3 separate regions of the Zea mays genome follow, and regions 1 and 3 are each linked to region 2. The links are chromatin contacts, called in public Hi-C and HiChIP or PLAC-seq maps. All regions are on one chromosome and are shown on one strand. The core of a region is the stretch at or near the end of the contact, and the rest is flanking DNA. Distances in the headings are between cores, read along the strand shown. Region 1 holds the start of LOC100383723. Region 2 holds the start of LOC103653831 (WD repeat-containing protein 44). Region 3 has its middle 72 kb from the start of LOC109939235.

The links. A called contact is a pair of places that touch in the nucleus more often than the background predicts. HiChIP or PLAC-seq counts read pairs in DNA pulled down with a chosen protein or histone mark.
Region 1: a Hi-C map of ear shows a contact between it and region 2, with 3 times the contacts expected there. The contact joins the promoter of LOC100383723 here to the promoter of LOC103653831 in region 2. A contact is called at or near these places in 11 of 25 Hi-C or Micro-C datasets (bundle sheath, ear, endosperm and 5 more).
Region 3: a contact with region 2 is called in an H3K4me3 HiChIP or PLAC-seq map of leaf, with 8 times the contacts expected there. The contact joins the enhancer-like site here to the promoter of LOC103653831 in region 2. A contact is called at or near these places in 10 of 25 Hi-C or Micro-C datasets (bundle sheath, ear, leaf and 3 more) and 1 of 3 datasets of contacts at active chromatin or transcription factors (leaf).

The regions. Positions count from the first base shown.
Region 1 is chr4:151,891,646-151,895,234 of Zm-B73-REFERENCE-NAM-5.0, reverse strand. LOC100383723 reads right to left here and starts at 1,799. Exons shown (of 16, transcript NM_001321632.1): 1 at 1,019-1,799. The coding sequence starts at 1,297.
Region 2 is chr4:151,738,184-151,741,275 of Zm-B73-REFERENCE-NAM-5.0, reverse strand. LOC103653831 (WD repeat-containing protein 44) reads right to left here and starts at 1,556. Exons shown (of 7, transcript XM_008680640.4): 1 at 1-1,556. The coding sequence starts at 1,077.
Region 3 is chr4:151,564,023-151,567,460 of Zm-B73-REFERENCE-NAM-5.0, reverse strand. No RefSeq gene overlaps it. Among protein-coding and RNA genes, the nearest start is that of LOC109939235, 72 kb to the right of the region's middle. Within about 2 kb of position 1,585, at least 19 of the 20 cell types and tissues checked have an H3K27ac peak or open chromatin away from gene starts, as enhancers often do. A contact at or near this core is called in bundle sheath, ear, leaf and 3 more, where this site is marked.

The DNA of each region.
Region 1 (3,589 bases), core at 550-3,049, 150 kb before region 2:
TAGAACCATAAATGTAGTTTCCAAATAGAATATGAGGGAAATGAAAGAGTAAGTGGAAGGTGAAGATGGATGTTGAAATCTCTAGCTCTAACACTTGATGCCAGAGCTACAGATCTTAAATTCTCGGTGATATTTAAGAAGATATGGGACATCAAGGCATGGAGAACCAGTTGAAGGAAAAAACTTTGGTCAAAAAAATGCAAAATCTGAATTGGCTATCACTTCATCATATCCTGAATTCTAAAATCAGATAAAGTTTAATATTGAATATGGAAATGTCGATACCAAAGCAAAGGGACTTTGACTTACAGGATTGCCATGAAAAAAAACATTTGCACATGTTTGTATATTTAGTCAAACCTAATAGAGAAGCACTTGAGTGGTAGCAACTTCATGTGACAGACCTAGGCATTCCATATTATACGTTTTAATGTTCAGCTCATTATCAGAAATTAGGAATCAAAATTCAAATCATATTAGTGTGATGTACAACGTTATCTCAACTAACACTACATCCAGTGATTCAAAGTCCACAAGTACCACATAAATGTCATATTTTCACAAGCTATTAGATGTGTGTCCCAGTTCCAAAGCACCAATACATGTCATTCAGACATCCAAATTGTGAAACTTAAATCTCTGTTTCTGAAGCCCTTCAAACTAGCCTCAGTGAAGTTAAAAATTCTGTAGTTTGGTTGATTGTGGAGTTAGGAATGAGTTCAAAGATATCAGTGCATTCTTAGCCACCGTTGACATCCTGCCAAAAATCCTTGTCCAGTGACCGTTCAAGCAAGATTAACAGAATTACAGAATTATTCAAATCCTATGTAAGAACTAATTATGTCCTGGTAAGCTTGTCCATGTAATAAGAATTAAAAAATTCCTTCCATCAAAGCGTCCATCATGTAAAATTTCTGACATGTAAAATCTCGTATGTCCTTTCATGTGTTTTGATTATTCTCTCTTTTTTTACGATGGATGTGAACCTCTTTTTATGTCAGGAATAATCTGTATATACCTTGTTCTCCCTGAGGCAAGCGGTGTGCATGACGACGAGAGGCGGCACAACGTCGGCGACAACGGGCGGCCTGGACTCCATGACGAGGCATCGGGCGCCGACGGCCACGGTGTGCATGACGGCCAGCGGAGGGCACCGCTCGCTGGGCGGGGAAATGCGTTCAACGCGGATTTCTCGCGCCCACGCCGCCATGGTCAGGCCCGCGCTCGCCTCGCCCTTGGGCCACACCTCCACCTCTCCGATTGAGGTGTTCACGTAATAAACCATCGACTTGAACATTCTCTCCAGATCCAGCAAAAAAACAAGCAGATCCAAAACGGATCAAGCAGATCCGCAGGGTCAAGGGTTCGTTCTGGACGTCCAAAACAAGGGCCCTGGTTCTCAAGGTAGATCTGCAAGCCTTGCAGGTCGGTTCTTATGAATCGTCCGAAACAGCAAAAAAAAACACACAAAAACAACTGATAGGGGGGAAGCCAGGTAGATGTGTTTGTGTGTGGTCTTAATCAACGATGTTTAAGATCGTGTTCGAATTCTTCACTGTCTCTGACAGACTTTGTGCGTCAGGTGAAGATTCGCAGGGTGGCTCGCTCAAATCTAGGGCAGTTCGTGCGCCACCGCGTCTACGGCGGCCGAGTTGGGGAGGTGGGAAGGGGAGGAGAGGAATGTGAACTGTGAAGTCGGGAGAGGCGTGAAACCCTAGCTTTTGATGGGATTGCAGCACCGAGCTGGAGAGCGCATGGATTTATTTTGGCAGGTGGAGGGGGATGGGGCATGGGGGTTGCGGCAGGCACGGGAGAGGGCGTGGGCGGATAGGGATAGCCGGATATAGGCATGGGCAAAAAGAACCGGAACTGAGGAACCGAACCGAAATAACCGAGAACCGAAACTGAACTAATCGAACCGAAGGAACTGTTATGAAATTCGGTTCTGGTCTTTTGAGAACCAAAATAAATGAGATATTTTCGGTTCTGCACTCCAAAGAACCGAAAAACCAAAAGTATTAGATTCAATTTGTTACATGTGTTTGTAACTTCGGATGTTGTTTTATCGACTTATGTTGAACCTCTAATCATCCATGTATTATCTATGAAATTATGGTCATTGTGCACTTGTGGTTGTTTGTGGGAAGATGTTGCTGAAATTTCTCATAAAAGTTGTCGTTATTCAGAATTTTAGAGTGATTGTACAGTTCGGTTAGAACCGAGGAACCAAACCGAAGAACCGAGAATCGAACTAGTCGGTTCTGGTTTCTTTATCTTTTTATTTCGGTTCTAGTTTTTGAAGAACCGAGAAACCGAACCGAAGTACCAAACGCCTAGTCCTAGCCGGATAGCTTGCTCCGTTTGTATTATCGCCTGGCAACTGCTGTCGCCGTGCTTTTTTTATTTATCGCATTTTAAAATAAATTAACTGAGTGACAAATATTTTAGGACATAGTTAGTATTATAAATTTATGTGTGTTTTTACATTTTTTATTTTGTATTAATAAAAATTGTACTATAATCACTTTTATAATAATCATGTAATTAAATTATTGAAGTTGTAAAAATAATATTTTATAAATTTATTATTTACTCCATTAATATATTAAATTTAAATTTTAATTCGTTTTGTGTTAAAAGGTACAAACAGTCTAATTTTTTATATCTTAGTAAATAAGATAAATTAGAACCTAAATTTTATATATCAGTAAAATAAATAATTAAGTATATCTGAAATACTCTTTGAAATTCGAAATAGTTTAATTATACAATGGCGGTATGAAAAACTTGACAGTTGTAGATTTTTTCTTCTAATTTTTCATTTACGCCTCCTCCATGGCAAAATAGTTTAGTTCTAGGAACGTGTGGTGGGCGGGAGGGTGTTTGACCGCTTTTTTACAAAGCAATGTTACTAGAGAATGAGAGAGATCGATCGTTTTTTCTCCATAATTCTTGCTAAGTGGTTATCCAAAAAATAGATGTTTTAATCACATAATAAAAGATTTTCTAAGACCATTTGCATTAACAGGGTCGTACCTGAGGGGTACAGAGGGTGTGGCCGCACCGGCCCCCAAAAACAGAGGCCTCCTCCCTAGCCACGGGATGCTAGCACTTTTTTTTGTTAAATCTATCTATCCTAGACACATACGTAAAGAGCGATGTGCTATCGACCAGTCTCGTTTAGATTGTTAAACTAATGTCTCAATTACTTATCGAATACTCCATCCGTTCTAAAATAGTATTTGTTTTATCTCTTGATTTTTATGTTTATATTCAACTAGATGATGATGAATCCACTGAAGAAGCAAAACGAATTCTATTTTGATATAGAGAGAGTATTATTTACTATACACATGATGGTTGCATCGGTGGATGGAAGCTTTTTAAAATTAAAATATTTTTGTGAACTATTTAAGGTCAACAATAACTCAAGAGAGGTTAAATGGTTTGGCGATTCTATGTGTCGAAAAGAAATTATTGGATGAGGTTGATCTAATAATATAATCGTTGATTTTGTATCACAAAATATTAGAAGATGTTTTTAATGATATCAAATAATAAGTAAGTGCTTTTGGCTATATTTTACATT
Region 2 (3,092 bases), core at 307-2,806:
CACCTCCCTCTCCTTCCCTGCCCTCTTGAACTCCAACACCTCCCAAACATGAATTATGCAATCCTCCCCGGCACTGGCAAGGTAACGACCATCAGGACTAAATTTGATGCTCCAGATGGAACCATTGTGTGCATGTATCTCCTGTGTCATAAACAGGCCACTGAGTTCCTTATATGACTTCCCATACTGCCGCACCTTGACACGGGCCGGGCCATGGCGTGGAACACTGTCCTGGCTGTCATCCGTAGCGGAGCTGGAGTGGTGCCCGCCTTTCTCTGAAGACGTGTCCTTCTCGTCGCTGCTGCTGCGGTCACGGGAGTGGGTGACCAAGGACCCAGCTGCGCAGCGGATGCTGCGGAGCCAGCTGCTTCGCCGCTTGGAGCGCGACCCACCATTGCTGGAACCTGAGCTCGACCTTTCGATCGGTGTGGAGGCGCCACTTTGGGAATTTGAGTTGCAGTTGGAGTTGGGAGTACTAAAAGCTTGGCGCCGCATAAGCTCCTGAACAATAGGTGAGCGGGCCAACTCCTCAACGGTAAGGTGGCGCCCCGTGCCGACCTCGCGGAGACCGAATTCTTCCTTCACCACGTACTCTCTGCCGTCGTCAAGGTTCCTGATCAAGCACCTGGGGTCCTCGTCGGCAGGATCGGGCCCGTCGGACAAGGATGACCGCAGACGGACGCCCCCGAGTGGTGGCTTCCCGGCGGAGCCGAGGGCGGCCCCGCCTGATCTGGACCGAGAGACGGGAGAGGCTGGGGGCGGGCCCGCGGCATCTTCGGAGGCGGACCGGCCAGTCTCAAACCCGGCGAGGGAAGGATCCCCTATGAGCCCCATCAGCTGGAGCAGCCGGCGGCGCCGCTCCTGGACGGGCGACGGCTGAGAGGTCCACAGGTCGAGGGCCGCTGCGGCGGCCGCGACCGGCGCATCGCAACCGCGGCGGCGGCGCGGGCTGTCGGCGCCGTCGTCGTCCGAGGCAGATGTGGAGGAGCCCGAGGAGGAGAGGATGCGATCGAGCGACTCGTAGAACAGGTCCTCCTCCTCTTCCTCCCCGCTCTCCACCTCCTCATCCACGTTCATCGCGCCGCCAGCATTGGCCGTGGAGGCAGCCGTCGCAGGGAGGCGCGGCGCGCGCGGTGTGTTCGGCGAATTGCGCGAGGGACAAAGATGGTGATGGGTGGGAGAAGGGCGGGAGGTCAGAGCTCAGAGGTGCGGGGGAAGGGGAAGTGGTAGCAGCAAGTGGCGGCGTTAGATGAGATCCGCCACGCCCTCGCCCCAGCACCCGCGCACGACGACAACCTAACCGGGAGCGATCCCGTTCCTTCCTCTGATCTCACCACCCGCCCAGCGCAGCGCCGCCCCACCGCGTCTTTACTCGACTGCTCGCGTCGCCGTCGTCCGTTGTCGCGGTAACTGCTTCTTGTCCGCCCGGCCGCTAATACACAGCTGGTGCTGGGTTTTTTTATTATTTGAGATTCAGAGTTCCATTTCATTAGGGAATATGATGATTGTACTCTTCAGTCAACAACAGATGTTCGATGCAGGCTGGGGCATCATCCACTCCCAAACTGATTCACCTGCGAGGCTGTGACCTGCTTTGATAGTTTACGTATTGTTGGGACTTGTTTTCAAATGCTATAAGTCAAGAACAAGGCAACACGAAGTCTTAAATGTCAATGTTCTTGGTACTTCGAAGCATTATTTCCCTCAGGATATAACAGACATGTTTGTTTCGGCTTCTAGCAGCTTCTGGCCACCAAAAGCTGCTGCGGATTGCTAAACGCTCAACTTTTCAGCCAGCTTCTATAAAATTCGTTGGGGGCAAAAACCATCCAAAATCAACATAAACACATAATCGGTTGAGTCGTTGTAATAGTAGGAATCAGTCACTTTCTAAATCCTGAGCCCTATGAACAACTTTATCTTCCTTCACACGTAATCGTAATGATACTCAAATTCTCCATACAGCCAGATTCTCTCTACAACCAGATTTTCAGAAAAGCTAGTTAGAAAAAAGCTGAACCAAACAGGCCCAACGATCTTCGAACGAAGGTCATGAAGGGCGTACCTTCATGATCACGGTTATAAGCTAATGAAAAGTGAAATATATGGAATATGAAAGATAATATGAACAAACACATAATATCACTCATATGTTATCATTATATGAACTTTGATATTAAATATGATATTTAATTACATTTATACCTTCGGCTTGACAGAAGGCAAAAATCTAAATGTTGCGCACGAGCGATTACAGGATAGCGTGAATAGTACGGGGTACTGTTCATCTATTTATAGGCACGGGACGCAGCCCGGTCGAAATTATATTCATGCCCTCGACAAATAACTATAAACATGACACAAACTATCATGGACTGATCGGTCTTTGCCTCTTTAGGTCTGTGTAGCCCTTCGTCTCAATGCATGTCACTATGCCGAAGCTTCCTGGATCGTAACTTCGGCCTGTACCTTCGTGTTGTGTCTGCTTATGTGTTAACTTGCTTAGAGGACCTTCGGCTACGAAGCAGACCCCCAACAGTAGCCCCTTCGCGGTGCTAGATCGTTTTTCGTAACGAGCTTGATCCGTGAAAAAATCTCAAAAGCTTCGGAATTCCGAAGGTCCGAAAAACACCTTCCCTGAGTTCGTTGCCGAGAAACGATTAAAATATTTAGAGCGCAAGGTGACCCACCACGCAGCGGGTACGAACGATCTGGTAATTCACTTCCCAGGCGCCGAGTGGTCCACCATTCAGCGGGTGCGGGCGACTGTTCAGCGGGTGTGGGCGACTTGGCGATTCACCTTCCCACCTGCAGCACTATATAAACAGACGAGCAGGTGTGGAGTTACCACAGCATTCATTGCCGTTGCACTGTTGTGCTGCCGAAAAACTTGACCACAGCCGAAGCTTGCTCACTGTATTCTCAACCGAAGGATCATTTTTCTCTAGCTTCGTTACAAGAAGGAGCTTCGGCAAAGATAAAAAAAAATTCAACTTCGTCAAAATGCAAGAAATTCAACATCAGATGGCCAGGGTACGCTCAACAGCCAGGGTTACACGCGACGGTGAGGAAACCGAAGCTGCTGAAACTGC
Region 3 (3,438 bases), core at 336-2,835, 170 kb after region 2:
ACTAACAAACATAAAATAACAATTTTTTTAATTTTAGTGTATCTTACCATAATATATTCACTCCATAGGAACGCACGGGCGTTCACCTAGTACACTCCCTGTAAAGGACTTTCATCGAGCGTGTTCAGAAAACATATAGCCAATAACATGGCTTAATAGAGTACCTATGGTTCTAGATTAAGCTAAGGGGCCGTTGATACAAAATCGTCTGCTTTGAGGTAATTGACGGTATTAGACTTGAAGAGTTTTACTGCAGCCGCGCGCGGCATCAAACGTTATATCGGGCCGGGTTTGGGCCGAGGTCACGGCCCATGGGCGGGCACGAGCACGGCCCGTTTAAGGCAGGCACGAAATGACCCATATAGAGGCACGAAAAGGCCCATATATTTATTAAAACCACACTTCATTCCACACAATCATATACTTGATAAAGAACACAAAACTAGAGATAATGCTAGTTAGATGTTTTTTGTAGCTTTGAATTAGAGTGTGTGATGTAATTTTGCTTTTGTTATGAACATTAGACAATAAACTGAACTTACGAACTTTGTATAGAGCTGATTATACACTTTTTCCTTCTAACAAAATGATTTATAAACGAGGTAGTCATTGCATAGCTGTGGTAACTTTAATACAAATATTAAGTTTGATTTTGTTCAAATTTATTTGTCTTATCTTTTATTTGTTTTTTGAATTTAGGGCTCTAATGTGAATTTCGGGCCAAAACTGAATTTCGGGCCAAAAATTGAATTTCGGGCCGTAATGTGAATTTCGGGCTTTTATAATTTTGGTCCGCCCGAAATGAGCCCGTCACGTTTAAGCAATTACGCGACAGGCCGTGGACCGAGGGCTAGACCCATGGGCCGGCTCGGTACGGCCCGAAATTCAAACAGGCCGGGCCGACCCGAAATTCAAATAATACGGGTTTTTTCGGTCTTGGGCCGGGCCGGGCCGAGCGGCCCGTATGTACACCTATAATCACGGCACGGGTCGCTAATAATAATTCTGTGATTCACTAGCCCTGCTGGCCCGTGTATATATATACACGTTGACCCCAGCTAGCAGCAAGAATGCGAGTAGATCTGGGGGGTGGCGACATGCACATGCATATGGCAGCGAGAGAGAGCGGAGGAGGTACGGTGGTGGTGGAAGGTGGATCACACAAGCACACGCACTACGGCGCTGGAAAACAGTAGGAAACATCGGATGGGCGTCGTCGGGCAAAAAGGACGACGGGACAGATGGATTGGATCGATGCATCTTTCCGTTGCAGCAGGTGTCACATGCCTGCGCCACCGCCACCCATTCTACTGTCCATCCGGCCGCTCCTCCTCTGCTGTGCTAGCTGGCCTATATATCTCCCTCTCCTTTTGACAAACAGCGGCGTTGCCGATCGGCGATCGAGCGTACAGGAAGAACGACGTTAAAGAATGACCGGAGGAAACGAGGCAGCTGTACGTACGTGCGGCCGCGGCGTGGCACGCATGCTCGCGCGCCAATGCCGCCGGCCGGTGGAGCGGGGCGGCCTCGCGTACGTCCCAGATCTGGCCCTTCCGGCCGGCCTGCGCCGGACACCTCCGAACCGCGGACAGTGGCGCGCGCAAGCCAGATGTCGCGCGCCACGTATGAACAGTGGCGGACGGAGCTACCAGGGTAGTTTCGGCCCAAGCCCAAAATATCCTCGGAAATTCTAGCCGATTGTTGATACCAGCTTTTTTACATTCACGTACTGGATCGATCGGCTGTTCGTTCGTGTCCAGTTTGGGCGGTCTGACGGGCCTCGTTTGCTCTGGTATTCCAATTTGACTAATTTAAAGTGGCCATCTTGATGTCTAGCTACGCTGATGCATCTATTTGATGTTGATTTAATGAGCTTAGTCTAAATTAATTTATTTATTAAATCATTTAATATTAATGGTCTATATAATACTAGGGAAATGAAAGGTGGTTAATATCATAATAAAAGCTAAGAGAGATCGTAACTAACTTATAAAATGGACATTACACATATATACTGTCTCTGAAGTCGGAAAATAAGATAGTTAGATAGGTGTGTCACACGTGAGCGCTCACTTCTCTAACAAGCGGGTGGCGAGGTGCGGCCAGATGTGTTGTAATGTGATAGATTTTTACGATAAGTGAAGTCATAATGATGCAGAATGATTAGGCTTAGAAGGTTTTCATGCCCTTGTTGATGAAGGTAAAATATCGATTTTAAAATGAGTAGTTGAATAGGTTAAGGACCATCTAGTTCTAAGTGCTAATGGAGATATTAGACACTTAAAGTGATAGGACCGTTATTTTCTTTTAGTCGTATTATAAATGATGATATGAAATGGGTAACTTCACCTATATAAGTCTAGTTAGGTGTAGTGGTGTACACTTATTAAAAAACTAGTGCTAGGTAATCTAGGAGAGCCAATGAGAAGTTTATAATAAAAAAAACAAATAAAAAACCGTTGACAACAAAAGTTGGCATCGGACGTGTCGATGCTTCATCATTGCACCATATAGGAAAAGTTCCCTATGAGATTTTATATATGCACCATGGTGTCCGATCTGCACCATGTACGTGGCACCACACAGAGCATCCAGAGAGCTTATAAACTAATTAGTTTCAGTTTTACACTCACTAGCGTGTTCGGTGGATGTGACACTAGATTAGACACCTAGAAAGCATATAAATTGTGCAGATGTCTTGATTACTCACCTAACATATCTTGTGTGCACCGGATGTGTCACCGGACAAGGTACTAAGAAAGCTTGTTTACTATCAAAGTTATACCCCCATATCAACTTCTTGAGGTGTTGTGTCAGCTAGTTTGAGCCTTTAGGAATATTTATACCCCCATATCAACTTCTTGAGGTGTTGTGCCCTTTTCAATAGCTAAAGCAACCTATTGAGAGAAAGGAAGACCCTTTGCATTGTGAGGAAATTAGAGAAGTGTTAGGCTATTAGTGCATAGAGAGAGACTTATGTGCATCCACCACCCACATTAGGTTTGCCTTGGTCAAGTGAGATTCTAGTACATGTTACTCTTGGTGATCATGATCACCTAGATGGCTTGGTAGTGATTGGAGTGTGGTGGTCACTCGGGTGACCCAACTCAGGAGTTGTATACGGTTATGAGCGGTTCACTGTGTAGAAGAGGCAAAGAACTAGCCCATGTATGTGTTTTTGACCCGACAGATTAGGATATGGATATGTTTTTCACCCATGGGTTAGACCTGTATCCGACCCAAGGTAATGTGGTCATGGATTTGGATATTAAACCTCACTCGCGGGTTACATGTTGGAGATCCAAAATTAACCAATATGCGGGTTACCCATGTATGTTTTGAACAAAATAAACTCGCAAGCCTCACAAAGTTGTAGAGGTGAGAAACTTGCACAATTGGAAATAGTTTATTCTAATATGTAAAATGAATGTAGTGTTG